Linked DNA regions of Ovis aries: region 1 is linked to region 2. The links are chromatin contacts, called in public Hi-C maps. All regions are on one chromosome and are shown on one strand. The core of a region is the stretch at or near the end of the contact, and the rest is flanking DNA. Distances in the headings are between cores, read along the strand shown.

Evidence for each region. Hi-C and Micro-C count contacts between places; a contact is called where the count stands out from the background.
Region 1: a contact with region 2 is called in a Hi-C map of liver, with 4 times the contacts expected there. The contact joins two enhancer-like sites. A contact is called at or near these places in 7 of 16 Hi-C or Micro-C datasets (blood, liver, muscle and 1 more).

What each region holds. Positions count from the first base shown.
Region 1 is chr8:27,028,605-27,034,824 of ARS-UI_Ramb_v3.0, forward strand. No RefSeq gene overlaps it. Among named protein-coding and RNA genes, the nearest start is that of SLC22A16, 27 kb to the right of the region's middle. Within about 2 kb of position 4,482, at least 3 of the 54 cell types and tissues checked have an H3K27ac peak or open chromatin away from gene starts, as enhancers often do. A contact at or near this core is called in liver, where this site is marked.
Region 2 is chr8:26,661,651-26,667,473 of ARS-UI_Ramb_v3.0, forward strand. RPF2 (ribosome production factor 2 homolog) reads right to left here. Exons shown (of 10, transcript XM_004011200.5): 5 at 4,052-4,133; 6 at 3,383-3,459. Among named protein-coding and RNA genes, the nearest start is that of RPF2, 16 kb to the right of the region's middle. Within about 2 kb of position 2,836, at least 4 of the 54 cell types and tissues checked have an H3K27ac peak or open chromatin away from gene starts, as enhancers often do. A contact at or near this core is called in liver, where this site is marked.

The DNA of each region.
Region 1 (6,220 bases), core at 3,232-5,731, 370 kb after region 2:
CAGATCCAAGGAAAAAATTCTGAACTAGTAATTTACTTGAGTTTTTAAAACTTGCTGATGGGGGAAATAATGAAAATAGTAGCAACAGAAATGTAGATAGTAAAGGTAGCATTTGGTCAGTGGAGGAAAAAAATGCATTAGTCAGTAGATGGGCTTGAGACAATTGGCAGTCATTTGGAAGAATGTAGTATCCCTAACCTCACTCTTCATTACCAATAAAGATTTCCAGTAAAGTTTTATATATGAGTAAAATCATAAACCAACCAGCAAAGCTTAAGATGCCAGAAGGAAACATGTATGTAAGTATGTGTGTGTCTTTTTGCATGAACACATACATATAATCATGATCAAAATTTTGCAGCACCCAAGAATGTTAGGTGAAAAATAAACATCTCCTTTCTGACCTAAACCCCATGTTCTATTTCTCAGGAGAAACCAATCTGTCAGTTTCTTGTGTAAATATTCTGTATATGTTTAGGCAGACGTATTCGGGCTTCCCTGAGGGCTCAGCGGTAAAGACTCTGCCTGCAATGCAGGAGACACAGGAGATGTGGGTTTCATCCCTGGGTCGGGAAGATCCCCTAGAGGAGAAAATGGCAACCCACTTCTGCATTCTTGCCTGAAATATCCCATGGACAGAGGAGCCTGGTGGACTGCAGTCTAAAAGGATCTCAAAGAGTCAGACATGGCTGAGCGCATACATGTATACCTTTTATTAAAAGACATTCATATTAGACAAAAAGAATCCTATCCACTTTTTCACATTATATCTTGAACTTCTATTTAGTACATATTGTTCTACTTATTCATTATTAATGACTGCCTAATATTCCCTTGACTAGATGCACCATAACTTATTTAAGTCCTTTCCTAAATTGCTTTTTTCTCATAGCAAAATGTTTTCAAGGTCTCTCCATATCTCCTACATTAATCTAATTCACTTCCCTCCTGTTGCATAGTTTTCCACAGCAGGAATATGACACAGTTTACCCACTGACAGGTTGCTTCCAATTTTTCTCTGTAACAAACAATAGAATTTCTAGTCCATGTCCTCGTGTGAGAGTTTCTCGAGGGCAGCAGTCCTCGTATTTTCAAAAGATCACACTGGCTGTTGTGCTAAGAACAGACTTGGGTCTAAAAGCAGGGAGACTGGTTGGGAGGCCACTGTGATAGTCCAGATGAGTGGTTAAGTGGCTTAGTGCCACCAAGAATGGTGAATGGTGGTGACAAGTGTTTGGAATGAGGTACACTTTGGAGGTAAAGGTAACATGACCTGCTGATGTTCAGACATAGAATATGAGAGGAAAAGAAAAGTCAACTAAACAACTAAGAGATTAAAGGTATCATTCACTAAGATACTGATCACTGGGGGATGAGCAGCTTTAGGGAGAAGATCAGTATTACAAAATCTGTTTCGGAAATATTAAGGTGGTCCATCAGACTTCCCAGTGGAGATGTCAAGAAGTTGGAGTTCAGGTAAAAGCTCGGCACCAGAGATACTGACTCGTGAGTCGTCAGTGTGTGGATGCAATTCATAAGGATGATATCTAAAACCAAGATAGCAAGACAGAGTGAGTGCAGACAGAGAGGAGGTTCGTGGCTCTTCTTAGAGCTTTCCAGTATTAGAAACTGGAAAGAGGAACAAGATCTAGAGAAGGATACATGAAGGAACAGTCATCAAGACGGGAGGCGACCTGGTTTCCAGTTCGATAAATGCTGCTAGTAATGATCCAGTAATATCAAGACTTGACAATTGCCTATAGGATTGACACAGAGGAGCTCACTGAAGTGGGCAAAAGCTTGACAGGATTGGTATCAAGAGAGAAAGGGAGAAGAACTGAAGACTCCTGGAGGAATTTTTCCTTAAAAGGGAGCAGGGGAAAAAAGGGACATTAGCCTGAAGGGATGTGAGACCAAGTGAGGATGCTAAAATCAAGATATCACAACTTCTTATAAAAAGCAGACAGGAGATCCCAAGTAGAGAAGGAGATGGGTACCTCCCACACACACTGCCAGGCTGCCCAAGTTAGAAAAGTTTGTCCTTCACGTGGTGGAAAAGCAGAGTATGTGGGATAAATGAATAAAAGGAGAGAGATTATATGTGGTGCAGGGAGTGAACATTCTCTATTAATTTTTCTCTGTTATGGTCTCAGTGCAATAAGAATATCGAGTCAGCTGAGACTGAGGCTGGTTGCTTGAAGACAGTCACCCAAGAGGAGAGTGAGAAGTGTTGCCTGCAACAGAGGGCAGCTGGTCAAACTGTGCCATTAAAGATAAGGGAATCTGCAAGTCAAGACCATCATGCCTACCAGCCAGGCCAGGCAGGCTGGTATGGCATCTTAGGAAACGAAAGAAGTTTAAGGCCAGCTGAGTGGGAAGGGGTTGGGGTGGCTTTACTGAGCAACTCAGCTACCTTCTGTGGTACACATTTCCTCAACAAACACTGACGGAGAGCCCACATCAGACCAGGAGGTCAAGACAGACCCCTTATGGATCATACGGCCTATGAGGTATACTTTTCTGTAAGAATAGGTCTCAGTTTTACCCTTGCTCTAAAAGGGAGATAATGCGATAGTCTCAGGTACCTGGTGGGGGTAGGTGGAGGGAAGCGAGGCTGTGAGAACTGATGAGTTCATGTGCAGGGGGATGGGAGGCAGCATGCATTTTACAACTTGGAACAGACTTCCTCCTTAGGCTCCACTATCTTTTTTATCAAAGTTATGCAGCCATCAACTTGCTGGTGCGGTCTTCAACAGGTGTCTTAATTTACGGGCAAAGTGCATCCTGGATGAGGTGCTCTTTGAGGCCCCGACAACAGTGCCATGATTCTGCCATGGAACCTATTTTTCCATTATGAGCAGCAACTAGGGAAAGTGTTTTGAGAAACTGCTGAAATGAAAACCCACCCCAAATAGTAACTGTTTTTGTATGCTTCTCAATTTGAGGAAGGAGACAAATGAGCTCCAGTTAGACAATTTGCCTCCTGTTTATGTTTTGAGACAAAGATTACAACAGGAATATGACAAGCAGCTTGAGTTTGTCACCTCTAGATGCTTCAAGATAACAAAACTAGCAGGAACAGAGAGGGGTAAGCCCAGTATTGGGAAAAGATAGAGAGTCCACCTATTTCTCATCCTCAGGGTCAAGGAGACCTCCCAGACTATATAGGCACAGGGGGGTTCCTCAGGGGAGGGAACATTAGGCTATCAGATGTTTTGTTAACCTCCCAGACACCCTCACACTGGAACCCATCTTGGCTAAAAGATGAACATGCACACGGGGAGGGCCCTTAGTCAGAACAAATATGGACCCGGAGCCAGACAGACAGAGCAAGATGACTGGCTGGAGGAACCCCGGAAAACTGTCTCCATTTAAGTGATTTAAGTCCCCCCAAAGGTGCGACTCTCTGAGACCGCCCAGGTGCCTATCTGCATGTATCTTTCTCAGATAAACACTTTATCTGTTTCTATGTTCCATCTCTTAGCTAAAAAAAAAAATTTTTTTAAGAGAAGACAAGGGCTCTGCTTCTAGCCACCAGCAGCTAGAATTTGGCATTCTCCCCGTCACAAGTCTGGCTCTGCTTCCCACTCAGGGAGCTGAGATCCTGTTTCAAACTGCCACACACAATGCCCACCCCCAAGATCAAAGTCATCCTGCCTCCTTCCTCCTTTATGGTTCCAGGTAAATCCTGGAAGGTCATCACTGAATGAACCACAACTGTAAAGGATACACTAAAGCTTAGTGGGCTTGGCCTTTTCAGCTTTTTAGGTGGCAAAAACAAAAGACTGCATTGGATTCTGCTCTAAAGCAATTCAATTCCAAATGCAGCTATTCTGGGGGCTTCTTTCTGTCTCATTCCCACCAGAACCACACTGACCTCACACACTTTGAAAATGACCGTTTGTTTCTCTACGCTACAGACAGAATTTTCTATTTCAGATCTATTATTGCTTTCCCATGGCACATTTACGCCTCAAAGCTACATTACCGAATGCTTATCGCAAGCTAGGGTTTCTGCTTACTTCTTTGAAATGCCCTTTCTTAATGGATTTTAAGTAAACACAGCTTTTAGTTAATTAAGCCTTTCCCTACCATTTTTTCATCTTTACACAGATTATTTCCTGATTCCACTGTAAACAAAGCAGTACTAGGTAATGATTAATTTTAGGCAACCACATCAAAGGAGCCATGTAACCTTTTCCCACTAAGGGCTAATTATTAAACACTTGTTAAAAGCAGTAACAATCTTTTTGTTGTATTCCGACATAACAAATTTTTTTTTTCCCCATATCCTTCTATGGCTCAATTATATTCATCACACAGTGCTAGAAGTTAAGAAATGACTCTAAGTTCCTTCTGCTAATGGAGGTGTAAAAATGTTACCAGCCATATCGGTACAAGGGGTGTTGCAGCCCTCAGGCAGCTCCTGCGGCTCGGACAGTGAGCCATGAGGGAACTGACCATGGAGACAAACGGGCTGTCTATTGCCAAGCCCTCAGCCACTGAAGCCACCCCCCAGCGGTGCACCCTGCAGGCACACAGGATGGGAAAGAACAGGATACTGGCCTGGAAAGCTAAAGTGTCAATCAAAGCAATGATTTCAGTGAACCCAGACTCTTACATCTTTTCATACATTAAAAAAATACCAAATTCATTAACTTGAGCTATCTTGGTTTTCTTTAATTAACAGTAATATTTTGATGTACTGACTACTTGGTCTTTGTTGCAAAAACTCCTATACACCCTGGCTTCTCCCTTACCTCTTTGGTGCAGTCCCTCAGAGCTATCTTCAGAGGTTACCTCCTGGGCTTGAAGTCCTCAGAAAGTCTGTCTCATAAAATACAATTCTAAACTTTTAGGCTGTGCAATTTTTTTTTTTTTTCAGTCGACAGAGGGAATGTCTGTGTGACCACACAAACCACTCTATATTTTGCAAGCTGGGATAAACCCTTGAGCGATTTTCTTCCTCAGCTGAGGTCCACCTATCCTTAAAGCTTATTATGAGCTTTTCTTATATCTCTGTATAAATCAGGATTCTATGTCCCCAATAATTCAAAGTAGCTTAAATAATAAAGAGAAATATCAGGTTATATAACAGAAGAGTCCAGAGATAGTTGGCTTCAGATAAGGTTTGGTCCCACAAACAATGTCATGAGGAGAAAAGGATTTTAGAGAGTGTCAGAACATTCAGGGGGAAAAAAAAGTTTAGTTTGCAGATTTCATGAGTTTTTTTTTTTTTTTTAATTAGTCAGCTTTTTGAAAATTATAAGGTATTGTGACTTCTTTTCTTACTCTAAATATTAGAATTTTGTATTTGTAACCTTTGTCCTCTAAAGTGGTTTCTGCAAACTGTATAAACTTCAAGCTTCACAAAACTTGAATCTGGCCTTCTTGAAGAGAGGGCAGAAGATTGCTTTCAGAAGAAAAACTTTTATTAAAATGAAGGTGAAAGGACATTTAATGACAAAAACATGATCATTGAAGTTTTAAATCCGTTTTCAATTTTCTTTTTCTCTTCTTTAAAAAAGTTTTTGGCTGCACTGAGCAGCGTGTGGGATCTTAGTTCCCTGACCAGGGATGGAACTGCACACCCTGAAGTGGAAGGTGGAGTCTTAACCACTGGGTTGCCAGGGAAGTCCTTGTTTTCAACTTACTTAGCTTTCAGTTCTGCCTGTGTGAGTCTGATAAATGTTTTTACTGGTAATGAAGCTATTTAAAAGCAGGGACTATGTTTTAAGACCTTGTCTGGCTGTGCCTCCAGTGATCAGTGAACTAATCTGTATGTAAAAACATATTGGCTTGCCATTTCCTTCTCCAGTGGACCACGCTTTCTCAGAACTCTCCACCATGAACCGTCTGTCGTGGGTGGCCCTACAAGGCATGGCTCCTAGTTTTATTGAGTTAGATAAGGCCGTGATCCATGTGATTAGTTTGGTTAGTTTTCTGTGATTGTGGTTTTCATCCTGTCATCTGAGTGCCAAAGAATTGATGCTTTTGAACTGTGGTGTTGGGAAAGACTCTTGACAGTCCCTTGGACTGCAAGGAGATCCAACCAGTCCATCCTAAAGGAAATCAGTCCTGGGTGTTCTTTGGAAGGACTGGTGTTGAAGCTGAAACTCCAATACTTTGGTCACCTGATGCAAAGAGCTGACTCATTGGAAAAGACCCTGATGCTGGGAAAGGCTGAAAGCAGGAGAAGAGGATGACAGTGTCTGAGATG
Region 2 (5,823 bases), core at 1,586-4,085:
AAATGTAATTATATAATTATCAAGTCTGAACTGTTTATATGCTGATTTTCAAGTAGTCAATATTTATAGCAACCGATTTTCATATTTTCTTAACTGTCCTAAAACTATATCTATGAATACTGATTTTACTTATCGTTCTTGGCCCCACTGCAAGGCATGTGGGATCTTAGTTCCCCAATCAAGAACTGAACCTGTGACCCCTGCACTGGAAGCACAGCCTTAACTACCAGAATGCCAGGAAGTCCCTATGAATACTGATTTTACTTAAAACTAGAGTGGGGATTTTTTCATTTATACATTTTTTTATACTAAAAAATTTTTTTTTCATTCTACTTTCTTAGTATCAATAAGTGATTAAAGAATGAGGTAAGCTACTTTCTATGCAAAGAATAAAATAAAAAGCTAAGCTGGAAAACAAACACATCCCTCTAATGGCCAACATTCCAGAGCTGAAATAAATTTAATTTCTTTGAATTATCTGTAACAATGTGCTTTTCCTACTGTGTCATTTGTAGTATTTTAAAATGTCATTTGTAGTATTTTAAAATAAAAACTAAATAAACTACCAGCTAAACATTCACATGGGAAGCAATATGTTATACAAGCTACAGAAAATATGGGCAGTCCTCACTCAACAGAATCAAAGCTCTTACTACAAAAAGTGTTTTGTCTAGTTCTGGCTTTTCTTTTTCTTTTCTGTTTTTTGGTTGCACTGCATGGTTTGTGGGATCTTAGTTTCCAAACCTAGGACTGAACCCAGGGCCCTCGGCAGTGAAAGCTCAGAGTCCTAAGTGAACCTCCAGAAATCTCTCTAATTCGAGATTTTTAATACCAAAAGGAATTGTGAATTTTTGTTTTACCAAAGTGAAAAAGAAACAAAGAGAAAAAATTCTTTAACTAAAGGATTAATTTAGGGAAGAAAAATGATTGTTGGTCTGAGCTTTCCATTGATTCTAATATCTCTAATATCTCTCTGACACTAATCAAGGATTTTCCAAATTGGGGGATGAGGGGGTGATAAGACAACAAACAAACAAACAAACATCCTCTGCCGCTGGCCCAGAGGTCATTTGTTGCCTCCCTGGTCACCATGACCACTCTTGTTGACATTCTATGCTTTCAACCTGAACCTACTACCTGTCTACTTAGGAGATGGGCTAAGTCTGATTGAGGGCCTGAATAGACCTTCCAGACCCACTGACTCTTCCGTGTTAATCTGTGCCTGAAAAATTAGTCAAAGTTAAGTTGCTCTGTCATGTCCGACTCTTTGCGACCCTGTGGACTGTAGCCCACCAGGCTTCTCCATCCATGGGATTCTCCAGGCAAGAACACTGGAGTGGGTTGCCATTTCCTTCTCCAGGGGATCTTCCCGACCCAGGGATCAAACTCAGGTCTCCTGCATTGCAGGCAGACGCTTTAACTTCTGAGCCGCCAGGGAAGCCCTAACTAACCTTAAATTTTAAATAATCTCATTCCTTAGACTTATTCTATGCAGAATAACCACCCCTAGAATTTTGATCATCTTAGAAAACAAGTTTCTAGATTAATCACTCTATTTCCTGGTAGTGTCTAATCACTTGTTGCTTAAGTATTAACAAAAGGATGAAGCTTGGCAATAAAAGTGGGCAAGTCAGAAAAGAAATGCCTGGTAGAGATGTCTTTAAAATGAGGAGGTAGAAATAAGGAGGAAATAAATCTGGAGAGAAAGTGCAACAAGACACACAACTTCAAAACAAACCAAAAATATAAGCTTGTATAATAACCAAATAACAGGTCATAGTGAAAGGGACTGGTTAATAGCCTATGTAGGGATTGCCAATGTAAGCACATTCTCATCAGTTAATGAATTTTATAGTTATGGATATGTTCCATGAGTGAAAATTTAGTACTCAATTTAAACAGCTCTTGTTAAGAACAAGCCTGCCAAACACTAATGATTTTGTGGTCCAGTTTAGAAGCTGCACAGTGACAGGGTATGTCTTTGCTCTGGAAGGGAAGTACAAAGAGCAGAGGGGTTGGCGTGTAGCCATCGGCCAGCACTCACGTCCACTGGCAGGTGGCCACACTAGCAGCAGCGGCACCGCTCATCTCCAGAGGTTCATACACAGCCCCAAAGAGGACCCGTAACACACTGTGATAACATGACGGCATCCACAACAAGGCATCACAGTTTACATAGTTTTCAAAATACCTTTCAACATATTATTTTCACTGATAAACATTTTCACATATATTATCTCATCTGACATTGTTACACCTATTTAACACTGGACTGCCAATTGTGGGCCAGGGAAATAACTGACTTGTCAGGTCACAAATGTCACCTGAATGACCAGCAAAGGCCTCAAACTCAAGTGTTCTGTCTCTAAATCCAGTCTCACTGTTCTACCCTGTACCTGAGGAGGCTCATGTAGCTGATTAAGTGGGGATCTAATAAAAGCTCTTTTTCAAATCTACAGGAAATCTAGACAGCATGTCCTCTTCTTAGAGGAGGCTGGGAAAAGGAGTGATTATGTATTTGCTATAATTCTTTCAACTATACCAAGATCCTCAAAGATCCATAAACTGAGAACAATTACATAACCTTCCATTAAAGACTTCAATATCCTTTCTTTCAAAATTCTTGAGTCCTAATGCTCCCCAGCCTTTTGGCTAAGATCAAGTATAGTACCAAAGTCCTTGAGTCCTAATCTTAGTTGTACCATTTATTATATGTATGACCCTAGGTCATCAACGGAATTCCTTTGGGCCTCTGTCACCAAATCTATACAACAGGGAAAATAATTTTGGCCTTAGAGGGCAGCTAAGAGGTCACAGTGAAATGTTGTGTTTGCTGGACAAGATCAAGCCAGAAGCAGAGGTCAGAGGGAGCAGAAGCCAAATTTGGATCCAGGAGCTGCATTAGGACAGTTTTTTGCCTTTCTAAAACTATTTACTACTTTCTATTTCATAATCCCAAACAAAGGAGACACAAAGGTGCCGGTCCTCAAGGGGAGAAGTGAGCTAGCAATTTGATGGCTAGCAGCCAAAATACTCTAGGATCACCCAGAGCTTCCTAGGCAAGCTTCCCTTCTTAGAAAAGGGTTCACTTTGAAAATTGTGAAATTTCTGAGGTTAAGGACAGCACTTCTACTAAGAGCCTAAGGGAGAGTTAGTAACAACTCTGAATTCTAACTGCCTACATATGTGTTATACACTGTAAATATCTTCTTTTTGAAGATAAAATGAAATTGTGCTTTTTAGTTTTTCGAGCACACTAGCATAAAAACCAAGTTCTTTCTCATTTAAGCTACAAAACTGTATCCTTACTCTTCACCACAAGATGTCACTATTGCCCAAGAGCAACATAAAACGCTTATTTAAAAAAAATCAATTATCTTACCTTAATATCTTTAAGGGAGACAAACTTCTCAATACCTAATTCAATCATATCCAGCACATGGTAGTCATACATACGACCTAGAAAAAAAACACATTCTCTTTTAATCATTTATTTTTCCAAAAGAGCTGCCTTATATTCATCTACTTATCTGTTTCTTTTTTTTGTCCTTTAATCTCCCAGACATGTTCCTTCTTTCTTAAATTTTCAACTCCACCTAGAATGAACTGTTACAACCTTGGTCCTGGAAAGGATCTTAAAAGATCACCTAGCCAAACTTCCTTATTTTACAGAAGAGCAAATAAAAGTCCATGGAGGGTAATGAGCTTGCCATTGAGTCACTGACTATGTCAACCCAAGTCTCAATACAGAGCAAGGGTTTATTTTCAAATATGTTTATTACACAGGTATTTATTAGGAAAGGGTCACTTTATGTGAGTATGATACTTTTTTTTTTCTAACTCTAATGCTGATTTTAGGATATATGTTTTATAGTCATAAAACCTCTGCAACTTGATTGAAGGTGATATTAACATGCCCATCCTTTACCTACAGACTGGTAGATAAATAAAAAACTAGCTTAGTGTTTACTGGTTACTCCTGAATACCATCAATATGAGCCACAGAACTGACTCTATAAAATGAAAGTTTTAAAAAGTAAATGACATTTACCTATTACTAGATTATTTGGCCGCTTCTTATTATGGGAGCCAAACATGAATAAAGAACAATCTGACTTCTTTGAAAAAAATTCCTGTAAAACCAAAGAAATTCCATTAAATCAATGGATAAATATAAGAACTTTAAGAATTGTACTTCTCTGAAATAAAAGGTACTCAAACTGGAAGGGAAGGGGCAAAACTGTCATTATAAGCAGAAGACATGCTACTAAACACAGAAAATCCTAGAGTCCACACAAAAACTATTAGAACTGATCAATGAATTCAGCAAAGTAGCAGGATACAAGATCAACATACAGAAACATGCTGCATTTCTTTATACTAACAAGGAAATACCAGAAAGGGAAAGTAAAAGAAAAAAAAAAAAATCCCTTTTTTATCACATAAAAAAAACCAACAACAACTTAGGAACAAACCTGCCCAAGCAAGTGAAAGACTTAAACGCTGAGAACCATTAAGACAGTGACAAGGGAAACTGAAGATGATTTAAAGAAACGAAAAGACATCCCATACTCTGGATTGGAGGAATTAATATCGTCAAAATGGCCATATTATCCAAAGTAATCTACAGATTTAATGTGATCCCTATCAAATTATCCACGATATTTTTCACAGAACCAAAACAAATAATCCTAAAATTTATATGGGACCTATATATAAAATATAGGTCCCTATATGGGACCTAAAGATCCAGAACTGCCAAAGCAATCCTAAAGAAAGAGAATAAATAAAGCAAGAGGCATAACCCTCCCACATTCCAGACAATACTAAAAAGCTACAGTAATCAAAACAGCATGGTAGCGGCACAAAAGCAGACTATGCATCAGTGGAACAGAAGACAGAGCCCAGAAATAAAGCCATACACCCACGGTCAATAATCTTCAACAAAGGAGGCAAAAATACACAAGGGAGACAAGACCGTCTCTTTAGCAAGTGGAGCTAGGAAAGCCAGACAGCTGATGTAAATCAATGAAGTTAGAACACACCTCACATAAAATAAACTCAAAATGGCTTAAAGACTCAAATAAAAGCAAAAATAAATAAGATCTAATCAAACTTACAAGCTTCTGCACAACAAAGGAAACCATAAACAAAATGAAAAAAGACAACCTGTAGAATGGGAGAAAATATCTGCAAACAATGAGGCCAATAAGGGATTAATTTCCAAAATATACCAACAGTTCATACTACTCAATAACAACAACAAAAAAACAACCCAAACAATGGACAGAAGACCTAAATATTCATTTCTCCAAAGAAGACATACAGATGGCCAATAAGCACATGAAAAGACGCTCAACATAGCTAATTATTAAAGAAATGCAAATCAAAACTACAGTAAGGTACCACCTCACATAAGCCAGAATGGTGGTGGTGTTGGTGGTAGTTTAGTCGAAAGTCATGTCAGACTCTTGCAACCCCGTGGACTGTAGCCCACCAGGCTCCTCTGTCCATGGAATTCTCCAGGCATGAATCCTGGAGTGGGCTGCCATTTCCTTCTCCAGGGGACCTTCCCAACCCAGGGACTGAACTTTAGTCTCCTGCATTGTAGGCGGATTCTTTACCAACTGAGCCATTGGGCAAAATGACTATTATAAAAAAGTCTAGGGGACCTCCCTGGCAGTCTTGTGGTTTAGACTGTGCCTCCGCTACAGGGGGGCAGGGGTTCCATCCCTGGCTAGGGAACAAAGATTCCACATACCACATGATGTGACCTGCAAAAATAAAAAGCCTATGAATAACAAATGCTGGAGAGAGTGTAGA